2 separate regions of the Sus scrofa genome follow, and region 1 is linked to region 2. Evidence: chromatin contacts called from public HiChIP or PLAC-seq data. All regions are on one chromosome and are shown on one strand. Each heading gives the region's core, a stretch centred on a gene start, on an enhancer-like site or on the middle of the called end of the contact. The rest is flanking DNA. Distances are from core to core; before and after follow the strand shown.

Evidence for each region. HiChIP or PLAC-seq counts read pairs in DNA pulled down with a chosen protein or histone mark.
Region 1: a contact with region 2 is called in an H3K27ac HiChIP or PLAC-seq map of alveolar macrophages. The contact joins the promoter of PSMB10 here to the promoter of PARD6A in region 2. A contact is called at or near these places in 1 of 5 promoter capture datasets (liver), 5 of 47 Hi-C or Micro-C datasets (embryonic fibroblasts, psoas muscle and subcutaneous adipose tissue) and 2 of 2 datasets of contacts at active chromatin or transcription factors (alveolar macrophages and skeletal muscle).

Annotation. Positions count from the first base shown.
Region 1 is chr6:28,543,367-28,549,778 of Sscrofa11.1, forward strand. It overlaps PSMB10 (proteasome subunit beta 10), which reads right to left and starts at 4,243. Exons shown (of 8, transcript NM_001044565.1): 1 at 4,090-4,243; 2 at 3,791-3,878; 3 at 3,603-3,700; 4 at 3,368-3,508; 5 at 2,981-3,096; 6 at 2,812-2,870; 7 at 1,840-1,991; 8 at 1,544-1,718. The coding sequence starts at 4,145. The coding sequence ends at 1,607. PSKH1 (serine/threonine-protein kinase H1) reads left to right here. Exons shown (of 3, transcript XM_021094111.1): 3 at 1-697.
Region 2 is chr6:28,277,918-28,283,907 of Sscrofa11.1, forward strand. PARD6A (partitioning defective 6 homolog alpha) reads left to right here and starts at 2,585. Exons shown (of 3, transcript XM_021094099.1): 1 at 2,585-3,279; 2 at 3,667-3,889; 3 at 4,122-5,006. The coding sequence starts at 3,217. The coding sequence ends at 4,870. It overlaps ACD (adrenocortical dysplasia protein homolog), which reads right to left and starts at 2,492. Exons shown (of 12, transcript XM_021094094.1): 1 at 2,312-2,492; 2 at 2,094-2,230; 3 at 1,865-1,958; 4 at 1,710-1,786; 5 at 1,557-1,601; 6 at 1,392-1,426; 7 at 1,077-1,228; 8 at 917-998; 9 at 735-821; 10 at 184-542; 11 at 1-59. The coding sequence starts at 2,410. ENKD1 (enkurin domain-containing protein 1) reads right to left here. Exons shown (of 8, transcript XM_021094095.1): 6 at 5,885-5,990; 7 at 5,649-5,785; 8 at 5,191-5,558. The coding sequence ends at 5,398.

The sequences.
Region 1 (6,412 bases), core at 2,993-5,492, 270 kb after region 2:
TCATTTATTGGGTGCCAAAGCCCACACTCTGTGATGAGATGCTGTGTGGGAGGGGCCTCGTGCACAGGAAGGCAAGGTATGAGCTCTTGGTGACTAGCCAACCCTGGATGGAGGTCACGAGTCAGCTATCAAATCTCTGACAGCCTCCAGGCCTTGGAGCTCCCATGGACAAACCTCTGATATCTACCTCCATCATAGTAGAACTCCAAGCTGACGCTGAAGTGAAGGAGAGAAGACACCCTGTGTGCAAAGTTGCAACAGGTAAATTGACTTGCCTCCTTCTAGGGGTGTGAGGGCTTCAACTGATTTAAGAACTCATCATAAGATGAGTTAATTGTTGACTAGAGGGGTGGATAGAGATCTGATAAAGCAAATATAACAAAATACTAACTGTAAAGTCTGTGGTGGGTATATCAGTGTTCAGTGTACAATTCTTTCAATGTTTATGTTTTTAAAATCTTCATAATAGGGAGTTCCCTCCGTGGCTCAGCAGTTAACGAAACCGACTAGGATCCATGAGGATACGGGTTTGATCCCTGGCCTCACTCAGTGAGTTAAGGAGCTGGCATTGCCTTGAGCTGTGTGTAGGTCCCAGATGTGGCTCGGATCCTATGTTGTTGTGGCTGTGGCATAGGCTGGCAGCTGTAGCTCCAGTTCAACCCCTAGCTGGGAACCTCCATATGCCTCGGGTGCAGCTCTTAAAAAAAAATGGCAAAAAAAAAAAAAAATCTTCATAATAAAATACTAGGGAAAAAAGCAGTCAGGGATCCAGGGATATACAGTCCGGACTAGACGCTCCCCAGATGTTGGGCAGACTCTTAACAGTTCCAAAGTTTCAGTGGCGCTCAGCCATTCTCTCCCGGGGTAGGATGCTCCTGCCACCCAGCACCTGGGCTGGCACTCAGTGGGTGCTTAGCAGAAGTCTTCAATGTCATCTCTCACATGGGCCCTGTGACCACTGTCAACCCAGGAAACTTGGAGTCACTCCCCCTATTCACAGTCCAACACATGCAAACAGAAGTCCAGCATTCTGTTAGCACCTTAGGTGTGCCTGGTCATCAGAGGGGTCTCACATATAAAGGTGTTGCAGGGGTGAGGATTGCACTGGAGAACTTATCCTTGGAGTCAGAGAGCAGCTCCTCATCAGGATTTTAGCCATCAGTGGGGGCATGGTGGGCCTGTCTTAACTGAGCACCGTGGGCTTTGTCCTTGGCCAGTGATGAGCCAGGCTCTTATGGGGTATATGGGGCCTTTCAGGTTGTAAAACAGTCTCCAGTGACTAGAGGGCAAGAGCAAGGCATCGGAGTGGTAGGGGGAGCCTCCATGATAGGGAGAGTAAGGAGGGGGCCTTGGCCTTGAGCCTGCAATGCTTGCCAGGGCTGGGGTTCTGAAGGGGTAGAGATGCCTAAGGTGATGGGTGAAGGGCACACCCTAGGCCAGGCACTGCAGCCATAGGCATGAGTGGCCCCTGCAGGGACCTTAGTCACAGAGCCCTGCTAGCTGCTTGCTCCTTCTACCCAAGAACAACACAGCAATCTGCTTAGGTGTTGGTGTTTTCTGGGTTTATTCCTCCTTGTTCCTTATTCCAAGTAAGCCTAGGCTTACTTCACTCCACATCCATGGCCTGCACAGTTTCTTCCACCAGCTCCAGGGTCAGCGGCATCACTGTCTGGGACAGGACAGCTGTGGTCCCAGGGGCAAAGCGATACTGGCTGGATCTGGGAAGAAGAGATGACCTCTCAAAATGGGCCCATCACGTGGTCAATCCTCTCTTTGCAGCCCATCTCCCTTGCTGCCACCCTATCCTCTCCTTTGTTCCCCCATCTTCCATGCTCTTACCTTTCTGTGGGCTTTGTGGGAGAGCTCAGTGTTCGCAGCAGCTTGGCACCGGTCCCCATGATCACACATGCATCCACATTGCCCCCAGAGCCCAGGTCACTTAGGATCCCTGCAGTAATGGCTTCCACCAGCAGCCCCTGTGCTGCCTCCAGCTGTAACAATGCATGTGTGAAGCCCTGACGGACACTGTGGTATCACCCTTAGGCTATAGCCTGGAGATTGCTGATCTCTTCCCTGCCTACTCCACAGCCACAGCAACGGCAACGCCAAATCTGAGCCGCATCTGCAATTTATACCGCAGCTCGTGGCAACACCAGATTCTTCACCCACTGAGCAAGGCCAGGGATCGAACCCACATCTTCATGGATCCTAGTCAGGTTCGTTACCACTGAGCCATGACGGGAACTCGGGCACTGCTATTTACCATCTGCTCTCACCTTATACTCCCATCTCCACCTCAAGCTCCTCTCCCCGGGTGTCAGTTTCCCTCTCTCCAGAGACCCGGTGTTCCCAATGCCCCATCTTCACAAACTTCTCTGAGTCACACCTGTGGCTCTGGTTCCAGGGGCCTATTCACTCACCCAGTGTAGTCTTGGCCCCCAATCCCAGGCTCATTTCCTTTTTCTTTCTGGGCCTTAGGCACCTATGAAGTGACATATGCCTCTCTTTCCATCCACCTCAAAACAAGACCCAGACTCCAGACCCCACCTGTTGTTCTCTCCTCCCTTAGCTCTAAATGGTCCTCTCTGAGTTTTGACCTCTCCATGCAGTCCAAGCTTTGGCATTGACAGTGGTCTGTTGGAATTGCACTTCTCCACCCTCGCTCCACTGGCTTCTCCTCCTGTACTCAGTCATCACCTCTGAAAAGCTTTTCCTGACCTCCGGATTAGGCCAGGGTACCTCTGTGTTTCCCCAGCTCCCAAGTGCACTTCCCACCAATGCAATGCCTAGTGGGGCGCAGATGTCACTCACAGTCATGTTGGGCTGGAACCGGTCTTCTAGCACTGCCAGGGCTGCATCTTGGCCGGAGCCTGTAGACAGGAGGGGTATCTGAGGTCAGCCGCGGCCGCATGGTCGCGGGAGAAACGGGAGGCCAGGATGGTATACGTGGGATTCGTGGGGAAGGGATGGAAGGGCTCACCTAGGGCCGTGAAGGGCAGACGGCTGTAGGACCCATGGGGGTGCACGCTGTAGAGCTGGGGTCCTGTGAAGTCTATGCCGCCCACGATTAGCGACGCGCCCACATGGCCCTGGTACCTTTTCCGCAAGTGGGCGCAGTCAGCCAAACAAACCAGGACCCAGGTCCCTCCCCTCCATGGTCCTGCACCCGAGCCCCGCCCCTTCCCGTGGTCTGGAGCCCCATGACTGACATTGCTGCTTCCGGTTGCCTTCTTAACTCCTCTTAGGCTGACCTCTTCCGGTCTCCCGGCACCTCGCAGCCCTGTCCTTCCTCTTGTCCCACCTCCTATCAGCCCCACCTTCCCTGCAACTGCCCCTCCCCAGGGTCGTCTTAGCCCAGCTCCAGCACCGGAAGAGCTTCTGGCGTAACATGCGAGTGACAGTGGCCACGCGCGGCTCGCGGCCGGTGGATAGTGCGTGTAGCTCTATGTTGGATGCCGCCATCCGCGTGGTCATCTCGGCGTCCGCGGCTACTCCAGCCCCACAGCAGCTGAGGGTGAAGGGAGGGTCCATGTGGTCGGGGCTAAGGTGTGCGGAGACCAGGGACGGGGAACTAAGGGGCAGTTCTTGAGAGGAATGCTCACTAGATTTTGGGGGCGATGAAGTGGATCTTTTCGCAGCTCTTGTCCGCCACGACCGAGTCGTTAGTGGCCCGCGTATCCGCGCCCAGGATTACCCCGTCCTGGAGAAGAGGGGAGAAGCCGTTAGGTCATTGCCCACTTCCTATTCCCGGCCGCCCCTCCACGCCCCACAGTCACAACTTCTTGCTCACCTGGAATACAAGACCTGCAATGGTGGTCCCCGTCTTGAGTGCGTGAGGGACCCGGAACCCAGGGAGGGCGCGTTCCAAGGATGCATTTCTGGAACGGAGGGAAAAGTCTCAGGTTTCTTTTCTTATGGGATCCCCCTCCCCCAATCACATTCTCCAACTCCGTCCACGTTTCTCTCACTTCTCCATGTAAGCCTCGGAACCCAAGTCGTCGTCTTACTTTTAAAGATCCTGGTTCTCCCACTCCCAGAGACCCTCACTGAGGACCTAGGCAGCTGGGGACCAATCATCCCCCCACTCACCTCTGGCAGTTCTCAAAGGAAAAGCCCCCTAGGGGCTCTAGCGCTATCTTCTGCATGTCCAGGTGGGCAGGGCAGTCCAGGGGTATGGAGGTCAGAGGAGTAGGACCAGCACCAAGCAAAGAAGGCCACAGCCTTGTCCTTTGTCCTTGTCCTGCACGACTGAGCTTAACTGCTTTCGCTTTCACATTTCCTCACAGCATGATGGCTCCTTTCTGCATCCTCTTTCACTTTCACCTTCACCTCTGGTCCTATGCAGCTTGGCAAGGGTGAGATGTCCCTTGCCTGGTTCTCCATGTTGCTCCCAGGCCTCTGTCTGATACAGCAACAAATACCTCCCTTCTGGCCATTGTCCCGCCTGAGCCCTGAGCTCTGCCTACTCTGACCCCAACTCTAATTGCAAGTCCCAATGCCCCAAGCTGTCACACTGACCAAGTCTCTGATCTCATTGTTACTGGCCTGCCAACAGCATCAGCTGCCTATTGTCTTTTATTACTCTCCTTCTCCCAACTCCTGCCTATTTTGCTGCCTTAGCCTTTTCCATCAAACCTCAGACTCCAAGGCTCAATCCTTGGCCAAGGCAATGCCGATCCTTCCATCATCCCTGTTTCAGGTGCTGTTTTCTCTCTCTCAGGAACGGTGCCATGGCTGTTCATCTGGTGGCCCATACACATTCTGGGCTCTACCCATGGCCAAGCCTTTTTTCACTTCCCAAATGACCCTTGATCTATCCAGATCTTTCTCCTAATTACTGCTTATCTCAACTAGCAGTATCTCTCCCCTAGATTCTACACTGGCCTCCCTGGTTTCCCCACACTTCCTGCCCCTCATCTTCCAGCACAGGCTACACTCTACCCTGCAGAGACGGGGCTTTTTACTAGATTGGAAATCTGGTCATACTCTTTCCTATTTATTTATTTATTTATTTATTTATTCATTTATTTATTTTTGTCTTTTTGTCCTTTTTAAAATTTATTTTTTATTACTTAAATGACTTTATCACATCTGTAGTTGTATAATGATCATAACAATCTGATTTCACAGGATTTCCATCCCACACCCAAGCACATCCCCCCATCCCCCAAACTGTCTCCTCTGGAGACCATAAGTTTTTCAATGTCTGTGAGTCAGTATCTTTTCTGCAAAGAAGTTCAGTCTGTCCTTTTTTTCAGATTCCACATGTCAGTGAAAGCATTTGATGTTGGTATCTCATTGTATGGCTGACTTCACGTAGCATGATAATTTCTAGGTCCATCCATGTTGCTAAAAATGCTGGTATTTCGTTCTTTTTAATGGCTGAGTAATATTCCATTGTGTATATGTACCACATCTTCTTAATCCACTCCTCTGTTGATGGACATTTAGGTTGTTTCCATGTTTTGGCTATTGAAAATAGTGCTGCAATGAACATCGGAGTACATGTGTCTTTGTGACTCATGGTTTTTAGGCTGTGCCCACGGCATATGGAGGTTCCCAGGCCAGGGGTCTAATCGGAGCTGTAGCTGCCAGCCTACACCAGAGCCACAGCAACGCGGGATCTGAGCCACCTCTGTGACCTACACCACAGCTCACAGCAACGCTGGATCCTTAACCCACTGAGCGAGGCTAGGGACAGAACCCACAACCTCATGGTTCCTAGTTGGATTCGTTTCTGCTGCACCACAGGGGGAACTCATCTTTTTCCTATTTAAACTCTGTACCAGCTGCATGCTGCTCTTAGGCTCCATAAAAATTAAATCTTCAGGGTGTTCCTATTGTGGCTCAGCAGGTTAAGAACCTGATATATTGTATGTGAGGATGCAGGTTTCATCCCTGACCTCACTCAGCAAGTTAAGGATCCAATGTTGCCACCATCTGCAGTGTAGGTCGCAGATGCATCTCAGATCTAGCATTGCGGTGGCTATGGCTGTGGCATAGGCCGACAGCTGCAGCTCCGATTCTACCCCTAGCCCTGGAACTTATATGCCACATGTGTGGCCCTAAAAGTGAAAAAATTAATTAAAACTTCAGTATTGAAATGACATATTTAGTGGCTGTTACTCTCACAGATTCTCAACTCCTGTGCTTCTGTCACCCCCTAGCTCTCACAAGTCCCTGTTTAGAGGTGGGTCTTGCCTGTTCTTTTGGGAGCTAGGAGAGACAGCTTACATTTTCCCTATCCTGCCCTCTTGGCTCCATGTACCTTTATTCCACAGCTGTGTGTGCAGCTGCCTCCAGTTCCCAGAGCAGTGGCGGGCATGAAGCAGGCTGCCTAAAGAGAAGAATGGCAAGCTGTACATCTCAAGGTGCCCAATTCAGGAGTTCCCGTTGTGGCTCAGCGGTAACA
Region 2 (5,990 bases), core at 1,335-3,834:
CAGGGGGACTCGTACTCATACTGGAAGGTGGAACCATCACGATGCCTCTTTGGGGGGTCCTGAAGGAGTTACAGTGTCTGGAGAGAGGCCTAACCCCATCCAAGGCCACCCCCAGTCCCCATCCCAGCTGTGCCCAAGGCCCACCCCATTCTACCCTCTAGTCGTAGGGATGGCTATGCTCACCCACATAGGACTGGACTCCAGGGCTTCCTTGGTGGTTCTTGTCCTTGGGGAGCGATGCCAGGCCTTGGGAGGTAACTCTACCTTCTTGAACTCCAAGCTAGGTTTCTGGGCCTTGGTTACATGGGCCTGGTGTGGACTGGGGACATGGCCAAGGGGTGACAGATTTGGAGTGCAGCTCAGGAATGGGGAGTTGGGTACAGAGTCAGGGGGTAAGGGGCCAGGAGCTGAGCAGACGGCTGACAGGGGCTGGGAGCTGCCCTTAAGCACTGGGTCTGGAGCATCCAAGGGCAGGGCCGGCAGAAGGCTGATGCTGGCACCGCTTTCCTCTGACAACATGTGGCTGAGTAAGGCAGGGGTTCCTGAGGAGAAAGGGACTCACCATGGGCACAGCCCTCGCAGCTCACCCCAATTGAGTGACCTATGAGCTGAGGCAGGCCTGCAGGAACTGTGCTCACCCCCCACCCAGCTGTATACCCTTTCACAGCATCCTGTGCAGCCCTGTCACCTGATTGGTGGCTCACAGCGAAAGGAAGAGCTAAGCACCACCTTACCTGAGGAACAGGGTGAGGAAGGAGGAGAGGAGATCAGGGCCAGAGACAGGTCCTGCAGAGCTGGGTGTGGCGGGGGTAGCTCAGGGCCTGGGAGTCAGGGGAGGCTTATCAGCACTGTGGGCACTGGGCACAGGTACTCCGCTCTTGACCTCTCCAGTCCTGCTTACCCTGTGCCCTCTGACCTGGGCCCAGACAGCTCAGGATCCGCTGCTCATTCTCAGAGATGCGCAGCCACAGGCTGGGGATGGTGTACACAGCTTCTCCCTGTGGGATGTGAACTTTCAGTTTGGCCCTTGCCCAAGTCCCCACCCTGACACCTCCCAAGTGAAGCCCCAGACCGACCGTGGCCTTGCAGCGGGAGGCAGCCCAGCGGGTGAGGGGGGCTGCCGTGCAAGGGCCTGCCAGCATCAGACAGCTCTCAGCCAGTTGCACTAGTGCCCCACGATGCTCCTGGTCCTCCTCTACCTCATCCAGAAGTTGGGACAGTGAAATGCCTGGGGGCAGGGGACCAGGAGATGGGCTGAAACTCAAAGAGGAAGGGTAGGGTGGGAGATAAGAAGGAGGACTTATTAAGAAAGTAGGGTGTGTGTGTGTGTGTGATGACTGGAGAGATCACTCTACCAGGAGTTCGGGCAGCCCGCCAACCCCTATACATACCTGCACTGGGAGAGGTAGACTCTGAAAGGTGCTCCCTAGAGAAACACAGGAGACACCTGAGGCCTATCTGCACAAATCTGCCATCCCCTGACTGAGCAGGCTCAGTCAGAAAAGTGACCAAGCCCCGAATAAAAGCCGAACGGAAAAGCCCAACCCCAGACTCACTGCAAGCAGTCATAAAGCTTTTTCTGCACATCTGGATCCTGGTTGCTGGGAGAGGAGTGGTAGACAGTCAGTGTTACTAGGGGCCCAAGCCCTCACACCCCAAAAGCCAGGCCTGGGTGAGGAGAACAGGTGGAGGGTGGAGGCATCACTTACCAACCAATCACCTGTTCCCGGGGCTGCTCTGTGGGCAACAAGCTGAAGCGGTCCACCTGGAGGTAGAACTCTGCGGGCTGGAGTTCAGGGACAGGTCTCAGGAGTTGTTAGAAAGTCAGGCCCAGTAACCCACCCAGGCCAGGCTCACCACTCACCGCGCCTCCCTCGGCGACTTGGACGCGAACCCCGCAGTCCCGCAGCAGCAGCAGCCGACCTTCTGCCCCTTGAAAACCGAACTCCTTCTCCTCCCTGCGGCAGGGGACCCTCAGTGCCGAGCCTGCGTGAACACAGCCCAGCCCGCCTGGGGCCCGCCCACCTCCAGCTCAAACCTTGAGCTCTCCCGTTGGCCTCCACTATCTCCAAGCCCCGCGGAGCCCCTCTCACCAGTCCGAGGCGTTCAGGGCTTCTCGCGTCACCAGACATCGGATACTGTGGGTCCCATCGGACACAAGCAGCGCGGTGTCGACGTGAGACGTGTCGGAGGCGCGGGACGGGCCCGGGGTTTCGGCCTCCTGCAGTACCTGACCGCGGTGATAAAGCATCAAGCCCACCGCCCTGGGACCCCGCCCTCCGGGCCCTGAAAAAGGTAGCGGGGTTCTCACCTTGAGCAGCTGCCCCGCCCGCGGGCTTGAAAGTGCCTCTGACCCCAGAATTAGCTCTCGAATCCAGGGTCGCAGGACGAGGTTCCCCAAGCGGGCCATTCCCGCCGCGGCAGCCAGCGGATTACCTCTAGCCCGGATTTCCCGCTAGCGCCGCGGCCCCGCCTCTAGTCGGAAGAGGAAGTGCAGGAGCGCTGGGCGGAACCCGAAACCTAGGCCCTGCCCATGAGCATGCCCGCGCGTGCGCACATGCGCGTCCTAGTTGGGAGTTTGTGTGCACTCCCATTGAATCAAATGGCTGCTGACGTGCTTGCTCTTACTTGAGCAACTCTCCGAGCAACGGTCCGCGTTTGGGCCGTTCTTCAGAACTCCTGTGGCATTGAGCAGGAAGGCGCAAAGGCTGGCATGTATGGAGAGGGAGGAATCTAGGGCCTGAGGCTGCAGCCAAGGGTGGTCCGAGCGAGTTAGCTCGGAGTCACTTCAATGCCTGTGACCCCAAAGAACTCAGCAGATATTTATATTATGACCCAGTTCCCTCATCTACAACATACACAGCCTTGTAAGGCCAATGGAAATAACAGCGTACAGCGCTCAATAAATACCACTTCCCCAACTCTCCCCTCGGCTTGGCCAAGCCCCTCCCCCGAGGCTCCCGGGACTTGACGACCGTAACGTAGTGACGTAAGAGGACGTGAGACTCTCCACCCCTCCAGCTCCGTTTCCTAGGAAACGTGGACTCCGCGTTCCACTCTTCGTCGCTGCCCCCTTGACGTCACGGCCCGGATAGGAGGGCGGGGCGAGTGCTACCGCCAGGGGCGGGGCTGCGCGGGCCAGCCGGCCCCGCAGGCTGTGCACCTGCGCTTCGGCGGGCCGCCTAGGGCACCGTCCCTGGCCCTCCCGGTCCCACGATGGCCAGGCCGCAGAGGACTCCGGCACGCAGTCCTGACAGCATCGTCGAGGTGAAGAGCAAAGTAAGGACCCCTCCAGCCCCAGCTCTGGCTCCGGCCCTAGGCGCTTCCAACCCTCACTCTCCCCTCCCTGACTCCTTGGTCCCCACCACCTTTTTCTCTCCTCCATCCTCCACGTCCCATTCTCTGGTTTTCCTTTTCGCTTCCCCCCATCCCACCTCCTCCTTTCCACTGCCGGCTTCTAGAGTCCCTCTGGCCTGGGTACCTGGAGGGCGAGGAGAAGACCTTGGACAGCGTCCCTTGCACTGGAGCAGAGGTCTGGGTGCAAGTCTGCAGCTGTTGTGAAGCCCTGTCTTTCCCACCCCTACTACCCTCGGACCTGTGGTGAGAAAGGGCACGGACTCTGTCCTAACCCCTCCTCCTCCCCCGACCTCCTACCCCCGCCTCCAGTTTGATGCCGAGTTCCGACGCTTCGCGCTACCTCGCGCTTCGGTGAGCGGCTTCCAAGAGTTCTCTCGGTTGCTGCGTGCGGTACACCAGATCCCGGGCCTGGACGTGCTGCTTGGCTATACGGATGCTCACGGCGACCTACTGCCCCTCACCAACGACGACAGCCTGCACCGGGCCCTGGCCAGTGGGCCCCCGCCACTGAGACTGCTAGTGCAGAAGCGGGGTAAGGATGGGGTACAGGGGGCAGCCTCTGTGGGGTAGGGTGACAGGGCAGATCTCCAAGGGTTAGACCATGCCTAGGGTACCCAAACTTCACCCTCTGCAGTCCTTGCCCTTGGCCTGACCTCCAAGTGGCAGGAAATAACTACAGTGTGCCTTCCCCAGGCCTGGGCCTGATGGAAAAGGGCCTGAGTGGGACATTAGGGTCTCTGATTTCAGTGTCCCCTCTCCTGCAGCAGAAGCTGACTCCAGTGGCCTGGCCTTTGCCTCCAACTCCCTGCAGCGGCGCAAGAAAGGGCTCCTACTCCGGCCAGTGGCACCTCTGCGCACCCGGCCACCCCTGCTAATCAGCCTGCCCCAAGATTTCCGACAGGTTTCTTCAGTCATTGATGTGGACTTACTGCCTGAGACCCACCGACGGGTGCGGCTGCACAAGCATGGTTCTGACCGCCCCCTGGGTTTCTACATCCGAGATGGCATGAGCGTGCGCGTAGCTCCCCAGGGCCTGGAACGAGTTCCAGGCATCTTCATCTCCCGCCTGGTACGAGGGGGCCTGGCTGAGAGTACAGGGCTGCTGGCGGTTAGTGATGAGATCCTCGAGGTCAATGGCATTGAGGTAGCTGGAAAGACCTTGGACCAAGTGACGGACATGATGGTCGCCAACAGTCACAACCTCATTGTCACTGTCAAGCCAGCCAATCAGCGCAATAATGTGGTTCGTGGGACATCTGGGCGTCTGATGAGGCCTCCTTCTGCTGGGCCTGGTGAGCCTGATAGTGACGATGACAGCAGTGATCTGGTCACTGAGAACCGCCAGCCTCCTTGTTCCAATGGGCTGTCTCAGGGGCCTCCATGCTGGGACCTGCGCCCAAGCCGCCTACTTCCTGGTGCCCGCAGCTCTCTGCCCTCCCTGGACGATCAGGAGCAGGCCAGCTCTGGCTGGGGGAGTAGCATGAGAGGAGATGGCAATGGCTTCAGCCTCTGACAGGCAAGGATGCAGGCCCTTGCCCCTCCAGGCTGCTGGGACATGGCAGAGACTTCCCCAGTGGGTGTTTTTAGCTTGCTCATGGGGCTGAATCAGTCTGGGGAACATTAAAGGTTTTCTACAAATGCAGTCATGGTCCTTGTGTGTCCCAGCCCTAGCCTCCTCCCTGATCCCACAAACCTTGCCCTCTGCCCTGGACATGAGGCAGGAGTGGAGGAGTGATAAAAAACAGTAGAGAGGTCTTCCTATAGTCAAGCAGCAGGAGGACCACCAGGCTTGGCATTTCTAGGGTAAGAAAAGATCTTATGGAAACAAACCCCGCTGTGTACAAAAGGTTTAATTTTGACAAAGTGATTAAGAGGCTGAGATGGCCCTTCCACAGCCACCAGTGGCTGTGAAGAGTGCTCTGGGGATACTGCCCACCCCACTGCTCCTGTCTTGAGGGCCACTCTATTATTGGGCCCAATCCGGCCCTTTGCAATCATGTAGCAATCCTCCCCGAAACCCGCCTACAACCAGGAAAGGACTCAGGCATCCATCTTCACAAAGACCTTGGGGCGGGAAAAGATCTTGATGGCCTCCTCTACCTGCACCAGCTTCCGGTCCAGTTCAGCACGGTGGCTCTGGGCCCTCAGGGAATCTGCCCCAGCAGGCAACAGCACCAGCTCACGCAGCAGCTGGCTCTGGCCTACAGGGGCCCCAGGAACAGTAAGTGCTGGGCAGGGGTGCACTGTCCCCAGTGGGCTCCCCATCCAGCCCCCTTTGCCCATGTACTTACTCTGGAGCAGGTTGCTCAGTGTCTCCAGCCGCTGGTTCTCAGGCATGCGAGTGTGGCCAGGGGGCATGGCCGGGTCTGGCTGGCTGTGCTGACGGGCCTCAGCCTCCCGTCGCCACAGATCCCTGCGCTCCAACAAACTGCGATGCACAGAATCAGAATGGATCATCCCAGGGCAGGTGTTGGCTCCCACCCTCCCTAAGTGCCCCTGACCCTGGGTATTGGGCAGTAGAACCTACTAATGGGGCACGTGACCCTTCTGTGTGGCATTATAGTGCTCCTGGGCTTGCCGTTGCTGCTCCAGCACCTGTGACAGGACTTGGAGCGAGCGAGAATGCCGCCGGG